2 separate regions of the Rattus norvegicus genome follow, and region 1 is linked to region 2. Evidence: chromatin contacts called from public Hi-C data. All regions are on one chromosome and are shown on one strand. Each heading gives the region's core, a stretch centred on a gene start, on an enhancer-like site or on the middle of the called end of the contact. The rest is flanking DNA. Distances are from core to core; before and after follow the strand shown. Region 1 holds the start of Cox6a2 (cytochrome c oxidase subunit 6A2). Region 2 holds the start of Pycard (PYD and CARD domain containing).

Evidence for each region. A called contact is a pair of places that touch in the nucleus more often than the background predicts.
Region 1: a Hi-C map of the A7r5 cell line shows a contact between it and region 2, with 5 times the contacts expected there. The contact joins the promoter of Cox6a2 here to the promoter of Pycard in region 2. A contact is called at or near these places in 10 of 12 Hi-C or Micro-C datasets (the A7r5 cell line, the Rat2 cell line, Schwann cells and 7 more).

The regions. Positions count from the first base shown.
Region 1 is chr1:192,216,241-192,223,002 of GRCr8, reverse strand. Cox6a2 (cytochrome c oxidase subunit 6A2) reads left to right here and starts at 3,287. Exons shown (of 3, transcript NM_012812.3): 1 at 3,287-3,429; 2 at 3,618-3,754; 3 at 3,839-4,033. The coding sequence starts at 3,357. The coding sequence ends at 3,922. It overlaps Itgad (integrin subunit alpha D), which reads right to left. Exons shown (of 30, transcript NM_031691.2): 24 at 6,545-6,623; 25 at 6,314-6,421; 26 at 6,151-6,228; 27 at 5,867-5,980; 28 at 5,621-5,722; 29 at 5,022-5,132; 30 at 4,139-4,585. The coding sequence ends at 4,472.
Region 2 is chr1:192,030,030-192,036,199 of GRCr8, reverse strand. Pycard (PYD and CARD domain containing) reads left to right here and starts at 2,781. Exons shown (of 3, transcript NM_172322.2): 1 at 2,781-3,230; 2 at 3,461-3,517; 3 at 3,740-4,076. The coding sequence starts at 2,960. The coding sequence ends at 3,993.

The DNA of each region.
Region 1 (6,762 bases), core at 2,038-4,537, 190 kb before region 2:
TTATCCCAGGGCTGAGAGCCCAATGCCTGATTTTATAAGGAGTCCCAGGGCAGTTCCAGATAAGTATAGCATAGATGCTCTGCACAGGACCACAGCACAACAGGTTGAACTCTGGACACTCATTTAAACACTAAGTTACAGGGTCATCATGTGGGCCCACCATGCCTGGGTAAAGACAGCAACCCCAACTAAGGAAGGAGAGACCTGGACTGCAAAAGTCCACCCAGTCCAGCCTCTCCAGGTCACCATCCAGAGAAGAAGGCAGACTCATCAACCCTGCTCCCACTTCACCCAGAAGCCGGTGCTCACCACATGGCAGAAGTTTGAAGAACTGTACAGCCCTGCTCCTGTTGCAAACCAGCGAGCTGATGGGTCTCTGCACAGAAGGATCGTGAGGAATTCAGCAGGGGACAGTTGGAGATGGTAATCACTGTGCCTTCTTCTTCCCTTTGGACTTTAATGTTATCTATAGGCCTAGTTACCATAGCTCCAGGGTGTGAAGCCTGGCTAAAAGAATTATATTAGCTTTGCTGTATCTGTGAATGACAGACACTCTGGGAAAATTATTTTCTTTCATTAATGATTTATGCCTGGCTATATATTCAAATAACAGCCTGTCACTGAAGATGAATGTTCTCTAAAAATGATATGGGACAGGTTATTTCTGTGTCACATCTACCTTTTGTTCTGAGTCTGATTTCCCCTCTAGCATGTGGTGACTTTGGCAGGAACCCATAAAATTTCTGCTAACAATTCTATGTAGTGCATAAGAAAGATTGGCATAGGCCATCCCTCCATGCCCTGTGTCACCACCACTTGGTAAATGACTAATAAAAGGCTTGGGTGTTGCACAGCGGGGCTTAGCAGTTGGTGAATGTGGTGACATTTTTAAGAATTCTGAAATTTTGGATTCTTTTTGACAACACAGAAATATTATATGAATGTTCTTCCAAAAGTCCACTCCACACTAGCTGGCTATGATTTGCCTCGTGCTCTAACAAAGGCCTGGTTTTGCCAGCTGCAGATAGTTTCTGCTGCTGCATGACCTTTCGGAATCCTGGGAACTTTCCAGAAGATACATAAATGTAAAGGCCCTGAGAGGCAGGCTGATCATTTAAGGGGTTGGTTGTGGTTTGTTAGTAGCCATGGTCAAAGAAGAAACAAAAGGAAAGAAATTCGGAGATTTTCCCCCAAGTCCTCTCTCCCCTCTATCCTGGTTTCTCTCATATCTAGGGTTAGGGGATAAAACCAGGGGAATAAAGGGTGGGGAAAAGAAGAATCCACAAAGTATCAAAGACCATCTACAGGTGAATTTGGTTTTTTCTCTGTCTGAAGCAAAGAACAAACTTCCAGGCCTGGGAATGTAACTCGTGCATGGTGCAAGGGAGCTGCAGTTGCTACAGATGTTACAGGTGCAGATGCTAGCTTTCTCACACAGAAACAGTTAAGGCAAAACCCAGTTGGATGTGGTGGCATGCACCTGGAAAAACAGCACCAAGGAGGACTTAGGATCCAAGCCAGGCAGGGGTACTCAGTAAAAACCAAACAAAAGAAAAAAGAAAGAAAAAATGGCCAGGAGTGTGAGTTTGTCTGGTGTACCTCGCCTCTAGGTTCAGCCCCCAGCGGCACAGGAATCAAAAACATAACACAAGAACTACCATCTGGAGAAAATCTTAAGGAAAGATCTCCAGGTATGTTTGCAAGAGCACCACACGATGGCGGTAGAGGACAGGAGTGACCTTTGTAGCACTCACCAAGTGGTTGCAAGGAGCAGAGAAGGCAGGGAGGGAATTCTCAGCAAGCCTCTGAGAGGCTACTTTGGAGGAAAGGGGGACCTAAACTCTCTGTAAGTAAAAATCTCCCTCTTTCCGTTTTCTTCAATAGCTACAATGGAACCTAATAGGAGGAGATTAGAGGGAACTGTGTATGGGGGCTGGGGAGGTTGAATGACAGGAAAATTTAAAGTCCCATTTCCACAGCAGTCCTAAAAACCCAACGGGGCAAAAGTGAAATTCTTCCCAAAATGGGAAGAATTCATTACGGAAAGAGGAACCTGGGTAGGTGAAACTATTCTCTTTCTATTGCATTTAATTATATGTTTATGGGAGGGGGCGCTGGGAGCATGACGATCTCTTACCTTCTGTGTCTTAGGGATCAAACACAGAATGCCAGGCTTACCAGCAAGCACCCTTACCGCTGAGCCATCTCACTAGCCCAAGATTAAAGTAAATAAGGAGTATAGGTGTAGAAGAGTCCTTTCTTGAAAGTGTACCGATTAGAAACATCAAACTTTGCTCAGAGCTGGAAGCATCCTGTTAGACTATAAATCTGAGCACGGTACAGTTCACACCTGAAATGGCAGCACTGATGAAACTAAAGCAGGAGAGTCATGAGTTCGATTCCAGCCTAGACTGCATAGTGAACTCCAATCATAGAGAGGAAGAACAGAAAGCCCGATGGCTGAGAATATAGCTCGGGCTACAGAGCTCCGGCTCTTAAGTCTTTCCCCACTCTGCCTTCAAGCTTCTTGGGCTGGCTAGATGAATCAGTGGGCAAAGGTGCTCACTATACAAGCATGGTGACCTGCTCTTGGCTCCCAGAAGGAGAGAACAAACCATAAAGTTGTTCTCTGAGCTCACATGTCTGAGCACACACACCAATACTAAATAAAATACAGCAATCACCAAGACTAAGCTCAGTGGAGGAACATTTAATTAGCGTGCACGCAGCCCAGGGATTCAATTCCCAGCACTGATAAATAATTTTTAAAATGGGCACTTAATGAATTTTAGGTATATTACATGTCTACCCTGTGCTAGCCATTGAGAACAGAATATTAAATGAAGTCATTAAAGATAAGTGCCACCACACTGGGCTTGTGTAGCAGTAGGGAAAGAACTCAGGGCATTATGGGTACTAAGTAGGCAGACACTCCAGGCATTTTACCAACCGAACTACACTCCCACCCCGACCCCCACCCCATTTTAAAATTTTGTTTTAAAGATGGGATCTTAGGTTGTTCAAGCTGCGCTCAACTTCACTAACTTGACCACAGTGGCCTTGAACTCTGATCTTCCTGCCTACCTGTTTCAAGTGCCGGGCCGACAGGCTTGTATGGCCAAGCCAGGGGCGTATTTCACTTTAAATGTTCCCTTGCCAAAATAAAAGGCACATTGCATCAGCTGCCAGAAGAGGATCTCCTTCCAGTCAAGACCCACTTTAGTCAGAGAAAGTCCCTAAAAATAGCCATCCATGTGCCGGCTCAACAGGTGATTGGCTGCGAGTGGGGAGGAGATCCCCTAGACTGAGTGAAGGAGACAGAGAAGGACAGTGCCATTCCTAGCCTCCCTTCAACAATGGCTCTGCCTCTTAAGGTCCTCAGTCGGAGCATGGCCAGCGCATCCAAAGGAGACCACGGAGGCGCAGGAGGTAAGTGGGGCCAGGCCTGAGGGAGATTTAGTAGCCTAGCCCATTTGTTTTCTTGGCCCCTGCCTTCCCCTCCCTCCCTTTCCTGGCTCCCCTCTCCTGATCTACCAGGCACCGATCTTTCAGACCTCTAGGCCCAGTGATAACTTTTACCTGTGAATCTGCTCTCACTCCCACCTTTGCTCTCCCAGCCAACACTTGGCGCCTCCTGACCTTTGTGCTGGCTCTCCCCAGCGTAGCTCTCTGCTCGCTTAACTGCTGGATGCACGCTGGCCACCATGAGCGCCCAGAATTCATCCCCTATCACCACCTCCGCATCCGAACCAAGGTATGCCAGAGGGTGAATGAGTGAGAGCATGCAGGGGAATTCCAGGGGAGGGACCACAGTGACCAGTCTGCCTTCTCTCCACAGCCCTTCTCCTGGGGGGATGGGAACCACACGCTTTTCCACAATCCCCACGTCAATCCTTTGCCCACCGGCTACGAGCAGCCTTGAAGACTCAGCAGACGTACTCTGCCACAGTCTCCAAACTGACCTCCATACCGGCTCTAAGGGCCCCTGAGGTTCCAGTGGACAGTTCCAAGCGCAATAAAGGTGTGAAACTTTGGTGTCCTCTGATTCTTTGGGAACGGCATGGCAGAGAGGCTGGGCAGGCCATAGGGTAGGTCATATCTCAGTTCAAGTTATTTTTAATATAAAGAAAATGTGGTGTTTCCCCCTGCATTTTCATATTTATTTTTTAAAAAATACATACAAGCAACACATTGGATACTGAGCATACTCCTGTCAGTCTATATTGGGTGCTAAATCTTCTCCATATGTAAATTTATGCTGACCCCATCCCTGCTCTTGCAAAAAAAAGTGGATCAGCACTGAAGTCTGACACTTCGGCAAAAGCATAAAAATCTCCCATCTCAGGAGGTATGACATCACGCCTGGGACGTTCCCCAGGCTAGTCCAGAGCTGTAGGGAACTCGTTCCCATGCCAGTAGACTCATAGGCAGGACCAATCTTCATTGCAGAGATAGGCAGGAGAGTGGATTCCTAGCTCACGAGATATGGAGGAGTCTCACAGCCGAAATCTGCCTGGCCGGCTGTGACAGGATCTGCAGCCTTGCCGTCCAGCATTTCTTTGTACTGACGTTTGAAGAAGCCAAGCTATAAAATAATAAAGTCAGAAAAACTGGGTAAGAAGGAAAGGGAGAAAGTAGAGGAGTTGAAGATAAGAAAGAAACTAAAATAACTTCCAGCTGTGTGCCAAGCAGTTGTGTGCACAGCGTCATGTATGGAGACAACCGTGTGCCGAGCAGTCGTTACACCCTTAACTGGGCGAGAAAGGCATAGGCTCATGGTCAGGCACATTTACACATGGAGTGTCTATGTCACTTCAGCCGTTCTGTGACCTGAGTCTTAATTGTTATTTCAAAAAGGAGAACTGGAAAAAGACCAAGCAAATCTAAGTGATGGGGACAGAACATGTGGCCAAGCTGCCCCATGACCACGATCTGAGTTATCACTGTCCTATCTTGTACATGGCAGAGCTGCTGGCAGACACTAGTTGTGTTAGGAAAATGACTTGAAAACAACAGTTCACCTTGTACAGTACCACTGTGATGAGAGCCAGTAACAGCAGACCTCCCACCGAGCTGCCCGCCACGAGGAAGATGGGCTCATAGACCACGTATTCTTCTAACGTTGTCTCCACCTGATTTGAAAATCAGTGAGTGCTTATTCTTACATACACACACAGAGAGACACACACACAAACACTCATATACACGCACACACACATACACACACTCATACACACACACACATACACACACTCATACACACACACTCATACACACACACTCATACACACACACTCATACACACACACTCATACACACACTCATACACACACTCATACACACACACTCATACACACACACTCATACACACTCATACACACACACACTCATACACACACACTCATACACACACACACACATGCACAAACACACACTTACCCCCACTCACTGGCCAAGACCCATGAATGCTTCCAACCATTGAGCTACAGAAACCTTCATGGATTCTGTGCATCTAGGAACCTTCATCTTCTGTCCAATCTGGCAAATCCCACAGCTAACACTACAGACTGAACATCGGAGCCCTCTCACCAGCCTGGCTCCCGCCTGCCACAGTCACTACCTGGGCTCTCAGAAATGCCTCCTGTCCTGGCAGCTGGGAGTACACAGATGTGTCGAAAGTGATTTCAGCCTCACTCACAAGCAACACCTTTTCCTGCAATGTCTGCCAAAGAGAGGGTGGGGCAGAGCTGGGAATTAGACCTGGGGGCAGGCAGCTCAGCGTTCAAGAACAGCCCTGACCCAAGGATGCCCCAGACCCATCAGGCACACACGGGCCAGGGGAGCAGCTCTGCCATTGGCTACACACCTGACTGACCCAGCCGAAGCTGAGGTTGCCCCTCAGAATGAAGTCAAGTTCATCCTGGATGCCCAAGGAGGGGATGTCACAGCGGAAGTGCAGGCAGTCAGCAATGGAGCAGTCCTGGGGACAGGAAGGGAACAGAGCTGAGGAGAGGGGGCCTTTCCTTAGAGAGAGACAAAAAGATAAAATAAAGGCTAACACTGAGTAGAGAGTGTAACATCTCAGGCTGACGACACCACTCCAATTCACCAGTACATTCCTGTGTCCCTCAGTCCGTGGGCTTTGCTCACCAGCACAGAACGTCTCTGAATCTGGGTCAGAAAGTCGGGATTCTGAGGAGGTTTCATCTGGGACACGCAGGAGACACCCTAGGAGCAGAGGCAATCCTCCTGGTAAGAGCATGGCATTATTACAGAGAGGGACTGTGGAGAGAGAAATGCTACAGGCTGGTACCTGTGCTGGGCTGCTCAGAGTCACGTCCCACACAGCCACACCGTTCAGAAGGACAGGGACCCAGAAGTTAACTCTGACGGCCAGCTTCAGTGGACTCAGGTTATTCACCTGCAGGAACGGAGACCAGATAGTGGCATGGTCCCCAGAGCACCCCTCCTTGTTCCTTACCCCGGTTCTCCAGTCTTCCCCATCCTGAGCCGAGACCGACACGCGTACTCCCTAGCTTCTCACACGATAGCGATGTGCGGCTTCTTGCCTTCTCCCCCCGTGGGAAGATGAAAAGTTGACATGGTTGGTGGAATCTTCTTGCCTGGAGAAAACGGCATGTGAGTGAGAAACAGCTCTGACGCCATCTCCGTTTGAACCATCACTTGTTGCTGAGCACTAGGCCCAGCAGATACTCAGGAAGACAACCATGGTCTCCGAATGTATCTGCAGCCTCGGTGCCA
Region 2 (6,170 bases), core at 1,532-4,031:
CATTTGTCCCTACTGTGGTCCAGTCTAAAACCAACATCAGGGTGATAATTCCAATCTGTGACAGCAAGGGTAACATTTCTCTCGCCCATGTCTCTTACCTTTCTGTGGCATCTTATTAAATTGCTAACACTTCCTGAAATCCCTGGTAAATATCTAAGGCATATGAGTTTGTGTAACTGGTCAGATGTCATCTGATCCAACTTGATCTCCTCTCAACCACCAGAAAGAGTCAGAAGAGTGTGAGGATCTCATTGTTCTTCAGAGGCAACACACACACACACACACACACACACACACACACACACACACACATCCTTCATGCCATTTTCTGCAGCCTCCAAGTTTCAATTAAAAGCAAAGGCCACCTTGTCCAAACAAAGGCTCAGTATATGTAGCTAGAAGCTATACAAGAGTGTGGTAGCACACAGTTGGAATCCCAGCACTTGGGAGGTCAAGGCAGAAGGAAGGTCATCTTCAACTACAAGTTTGAAACCATACTTCATAAAACCAAAATAAATAAATAATGTGGTTTCAATGCAAGCCTGAAACTCAAGATCAGTCTCTGGAATCCATGGTGAAAGAAGAGTGTTAATTCCTAAATGCTAGTCTGTAACCTCTATGCACATCAAACCACAAATACAATCATACCAAGACACAATAAAAAGAATTAAAATATATACACATGTATATTTCTATAATTCTAGGATCAGAACTCTTTGTCATTCTATAAAGGCTCCTCAAGGCTAAGTCAGTGACAAGCCCAATGCTGGGTATTAGCCAGAAGTAGTCCAGATCTGGTTTCTGCTCTCAAGTTCTCAGACTTTACAAAAAGTAAACAGACATTATAAAAACTATGGTAGAGACATGAGGAACATCATAGAGAGAAACCAGAGGGTGGAAATAGCAGGAGAAGGCAGGTTGAGAACAAAAATAAAACAAATAAATGCATGGGGCCCTAGGTTTGACCAGTTATTTTTAAAAAGACAGAAACTAAACTGCTAAGCTATCAGACAATATGCAAGGTGCTCTGGACCATTCTACCTGGGTCCACCTTCCCTTTTGTACATGGGCTAGTTTTTCCATTAAAGAGACTGTCAAAAAGCATATTAAGTGACATTTATGGAGAACTCCAGTCTAAAGGAGAGTTGAAATTACTTAGAAAGGACGACATTTGACTCTGAGGAATCTGGGGAATCCCCAAGAATAGGAAAGGGACAACATCCTTTGTGTAAGTTATAAAGATGTATTCTTTTGGCCATAATGATCTGGAAATTGTGGCAGGACCAATGAGACGCCATAAACCATGAGTCAAGGAACACTGACTATCTCACCACAATTGCTGCTGGGATACCATGCCACAAGGATGGAGACACCTTGTCACCCTGCAAACTTAATCCTCATTTTAAAGTATCAACAGGTAGAACCCTGACAGTCCTGGTGGTACACACCTTGATCCAAGCACTTGTGATGCAGAGACATGTGGATCTCTGTGTTCTAGGCCTGATCTGTAGAGTTCCAGGTCAGTCAGGGCTACATAATGGCACCCTGTCTGGAGGAAGGAGGCACCTTAAGCACCTTAAGCCAGATGTGATAGAATACACCTACTACAATTCCAACCAGTCAGTGAGGTAAGCAAAAGGGATCAGGAGTTCAAGACTAGCCTAGATTACACAACAAGACCTTATCTAAAGTAAATAAATAGGCAAGCCATTAAGTAGTGATTAGGTAGAATGCTCCTGGCATTATAACCTCACCCCCCCCCAAAAAAAAGACCCCAAGACTATGTTAAGTAGCAGTAATATGATCTAGATGATTAGATTGAGGACTCTTAAACCTGGTCTTTCAGAGGAAATAACATTTAACCTAAGGCCTAAAGACTCAAGCTTTTGTTAGAGAGGGAAGTGGTTTCAAGACTTAGGGAAGAGTATGAGCAGACTTGAAAAGGCAACTTTTCAAGAGAAACTGAGAGTCCTGTGTGGCTGGAGCTTGAAGATAAAGGTAAACTGGTAGTATAGTATAAAACAAGACTGAATCGATCAAAACTGGGGTGTACCAGTAGACCCTTCCCAGCCATGTTTAAAGCAGGTTATGAATTCTTAGAGCAGGCTCCAAGGTCATCCTAACCAGCCCGAGTAAGGAGTAGCTAGCTCTCCACTCAGGTCTCTCTTCACTTTCGTGTTTTATCTAGTGGTGATTGTCATCACACTACAAAATATTTAACTACTGGGGAACTTGGTAGGATTTCAAGAAGCCTTAGCCCTTCCAACCCAACCATCATGACCCCAGTGAGACAGAGTGACGAAAATGTTTAATAAATGTAGCTGAAAGTAAGGTGAAGACATATAGTCACACTCTTTTCATCCAAGTCTGTGGAATTCAGGGCGCTTAGTGTTCTAGCTGTTAAAACTCTAATATCCAACGGCATGTGAGAGGATCCTAAGATCTGGGGAAACGAGATTCAGGGCATCTAGATTTCCAAGATTCTAAGCTTCTATGCTCCAAGAAACAACAGAAACAGCAACAGCTGGTTTACAAAAAAGCTCTATTTGAGCCTCTCAGAAACTCAGGACCTGCCGGAGTAACAATTTAGCTCCACCCTCTGTCCCCACCCGACATCCTCTGCCGACCCAACTCCACTTTCGGCAGCCTAGAAAAAAAGCCAAATTTGAAAGTCTTGGGGCGGAAACCAAAACTAGCTCGCTGGGGAAAGAACAGGCGCTGTAAGTGGAAGAGGGTGGAGTCCTGGCACGCCCATTGGCCTAAGCAGATGACTTCCTGGTCTTGAAGGGCTGGCAGCAGGCAGGCTGCAGCAGGCGAGCTGCAGCAGGCGAGCTGCAGCAGGCGAGCTGCAGCAGGCGAGCTGCAGCAGGCGAGCTGCAGCAGGCGAGCTGCAGCAGGCGAGCTGCAGCAGGCTAGCAGCGGCAAGAGTAAAAGGTGACCGCGGCTGCCCACCTGAGCCATGGGGCGGGCACGAGATGCCATCCTGGACGCTCTTGAAAACTTGACAGCGGATGAGTTTAAAAAGTTCAAGATGAAGCTGCTGACAGCGCCAGTGCGGGAAGGCTATGGGCGCATCCCACGGGGGGCCCTGCTGCAGATGGACCCCATAGACCTCACTGATAAACTCGTCAGCTACTATCTGGAGGGGTATGGCTTGGAGCTCACAATGACTGTGCTTAGAGACATGGGCATACAGGAGCTGGCTGAGCAGCTGCAAAAGATTATGGAAGGTGAGTGTGTCCCCTTATTTGTCTACCCTCAACTTCCTGCACACCACCAGAGGCTTGCCTCTTTGGCACTTAACTTTCTGTTCCTCTTGCCATACTGGGGGAAAAAAAAAAAAAAAACTTCCCTTCGTAGACTTCAATTTAGCACCCTGGGTGGAGTGGGAGTCAACCCCGAAAGACTGTTGAAAAAGGGAAAAGAACCATCTGGCATTTTTTTTTTCCTTTTTTTGCAGAGTCTGGAGCTGTGGCTACTGCAACCAGTGTCCCTGCTCAGGGCACAGCCAGAACAGGTGAGGCCTCCCCACCCTACCACACCCTTGCACAGCCTATCTATTGTGCCTAGTTGGGAGGCAGACTGGACTAATGACCCTGCCTGCCTTCCTACTACCCACACGTTTTTAGAAGAATGTACTTTGTCTAGGTAGTCATGGTGGGTGGTTTGCCTTGATTCTCCAGCCCTATTTAGTAAATTTTGAAGCAGTATTAAATATCATTATCACTTCCACCCTCAGAACATTTTGTGGACCAACACAGGCAAGCACTCATTGCCAGGGTCACAGAAGTTGATGGTTTGCTGGATGCTCTGTATGGCAATGTGCTGACTGAAGGACAGTACCAGGCAGTTCGTGCAGAGACCACCAACCAAAACAAGATGAGGAAGCTCTTTAGCTTTGCTCCAGCCTGGAACCTGACCTGCAAGAACTTGTTCCTTGAGGCCTTGAGGCAAACACAGCCCTACTTGGTGACAGACCTGGAACAGAGCTGAGGTATCTTTTCCAGCTACACATCTAGCTCCTGGTTTTGTATACAAAATTTTCTAAAAACAAGTTTGTATTTGTGTTTTCTCGACTCTCGGATGTCTGTGCTGAGCTAAGCTACATTTCCAAAGGCCACATGGGCTAAGGGGTGTGGCTCAGTGGTAGACCATATGCCTAACAGGCGCAGATCAGTCTCTAACACCAAAATTCCAGACTCAAGTTCTTGCTTCACTGTCCCAGACCAAAGGTTTCTCAAATGATTCCTGGTTTCCCCATTTGGGAGTTTTTTCCCCATATTACCCGAAAAGTCTACCTTTGAGTACACATTATCCAGGTCAAGTTAAAAAATGAGAGGAGGGGTTGGGGATTTAGGTCAGTGGTAGAGCGCTTACCTAGCAAGCGCAAGGCCCTGGGTTCGGTCCCCAGCTCCGAAAAAAAAGAAAAAAAATGAGAGGAAATGGGAGTCAGGTAATGGAGGTGGCACACCTTTAATTCCAGCACTCAGGAAACAGAGACCTTTGTAAGTTCCAGGACAACCAAGGGTATGCAAAGAAACCCTGTTTCAAAATTAGGTATGTATGTATATAGGTAGGTAGGTAGGTAGGTAGGTAGGTAGGTAGGTAGGTAGGTAGGAAGGAAGGAAGGAAGGAAGGAAGGAAGGAAGGAAGGAAGGAAGGAAGGAAGGAAGGAAGGAAGGAAGGAAGGAAGGTAGGTAGGTAAAGGTTAAGAAAGAAAAGCATCTAGAAACAAACCAGTTCATAGAAGACTTTGTTGTGTGGGGACTCCAAGCTGTCTAGATGAGGCTGGCCTCTAACTTTAGAGATCTGCCCACCTCTGCCTCCTGAGTCCTGAGATTAAAGGCATGCATCACCATGCCCAGCCCCAGCCTTTTTTTTTTATTTTTTTTAATTATACAAATGGATCGGGATGGGAGGCTGTGCATGCAGTGCCCACTGAAGCCAGAAGAGGGCGGCACCAGATTCCCTGGAACAGGAGTTCCAGGCTAAGCCTCCACATGATGCTGGGAATTTAACATGGGTTTCCCCTGGAAAGAGCAGTCATTACTCAATTACAGAATCATCTCTCCAACACCAAGGGCTTACCCTTTTTTAAAGAAATTAAGATTGTATCGTATGAATATGAATATAGGTGCATGTTTACACAGAAGTTTGAAGACAAACTCGGGAGTCAGTTCTCCATTTTTTACCTTAAGGTAGGGAGTTCCTCTTTCTGCTGCATACTAACTGTCTGGGCTGTGAGCTTCAGAGCCATTCTGTTTCTGACCCTCATCTGTACTCTGAGGTCTCTCAGCAGTGTTGGGATTAACAGGTATTGCCATCATTCAGGGGACAGGAGACAGAGGCAGGGTGCAGACATGGAAGAGAAGCCCTCTACAATTGAGTTCATCCCCAGCCCAGTAGCTACTCTTGCAAGTGTTATTTATGGTGGTCCTACCTATGGAGTCAAGGTCTCATTACTCCTACACCCTTCTAGCTTAAGTAGGGCTGGGATCAAAGGCTAAGGCTACCATGGCCAACAAGTTCATGTGAAATTTTATTAGTGATTGAAGAGGATAAAAAAAGGTCTTTTATTGGTATGTCCAGTCTATTAAAAGGGTCCTTTTTGAAAATATAGTGGCAAGTTTACTTTGTCTTAGAGATAATGAGACTGTTCTCTGAGCCAATGGGTGTGCCTTAGAACAGGCCGAGATAAGCAGACTAAGGCTTTCCAGAGTTGTACTCCCAAGTGTTTACCACTGGTCTATGTGGAAAAGTGTATATAGGAAAGAAGATGGGGTTAGATGGGGCTTAAGGATCAAGCTTGAAGATAGGTGTCATAAGAATCTGTTGGTTACTTAGGTCCTTAGTCTAGAAGCAGGGAGGTCAGATCAGAGGCCTGTTACAGCTAAGAGGCTTTAGAATAGAGCAGCCTGGGGAGTGAAGGTAGTAGGTGTTTGGTATTCTGGGCCTCCTTGGTACCTCTACCTCTCCTGTGAAAATAGTGTAATTATGGAAAAGGTCGAAAATGGGCTGGGCATGGTGGTGCCTACCTTGAATCTCAGATTAAAGCTCCCAGAACAATTCTACGTTGTAAACTCCAGTAATTCAAACATAGTAGAAACCGAGGTACCCAAGGTTACACTTTTAACCTCCACATACAAGTCCTGGTGTGCATGCCCACCCAC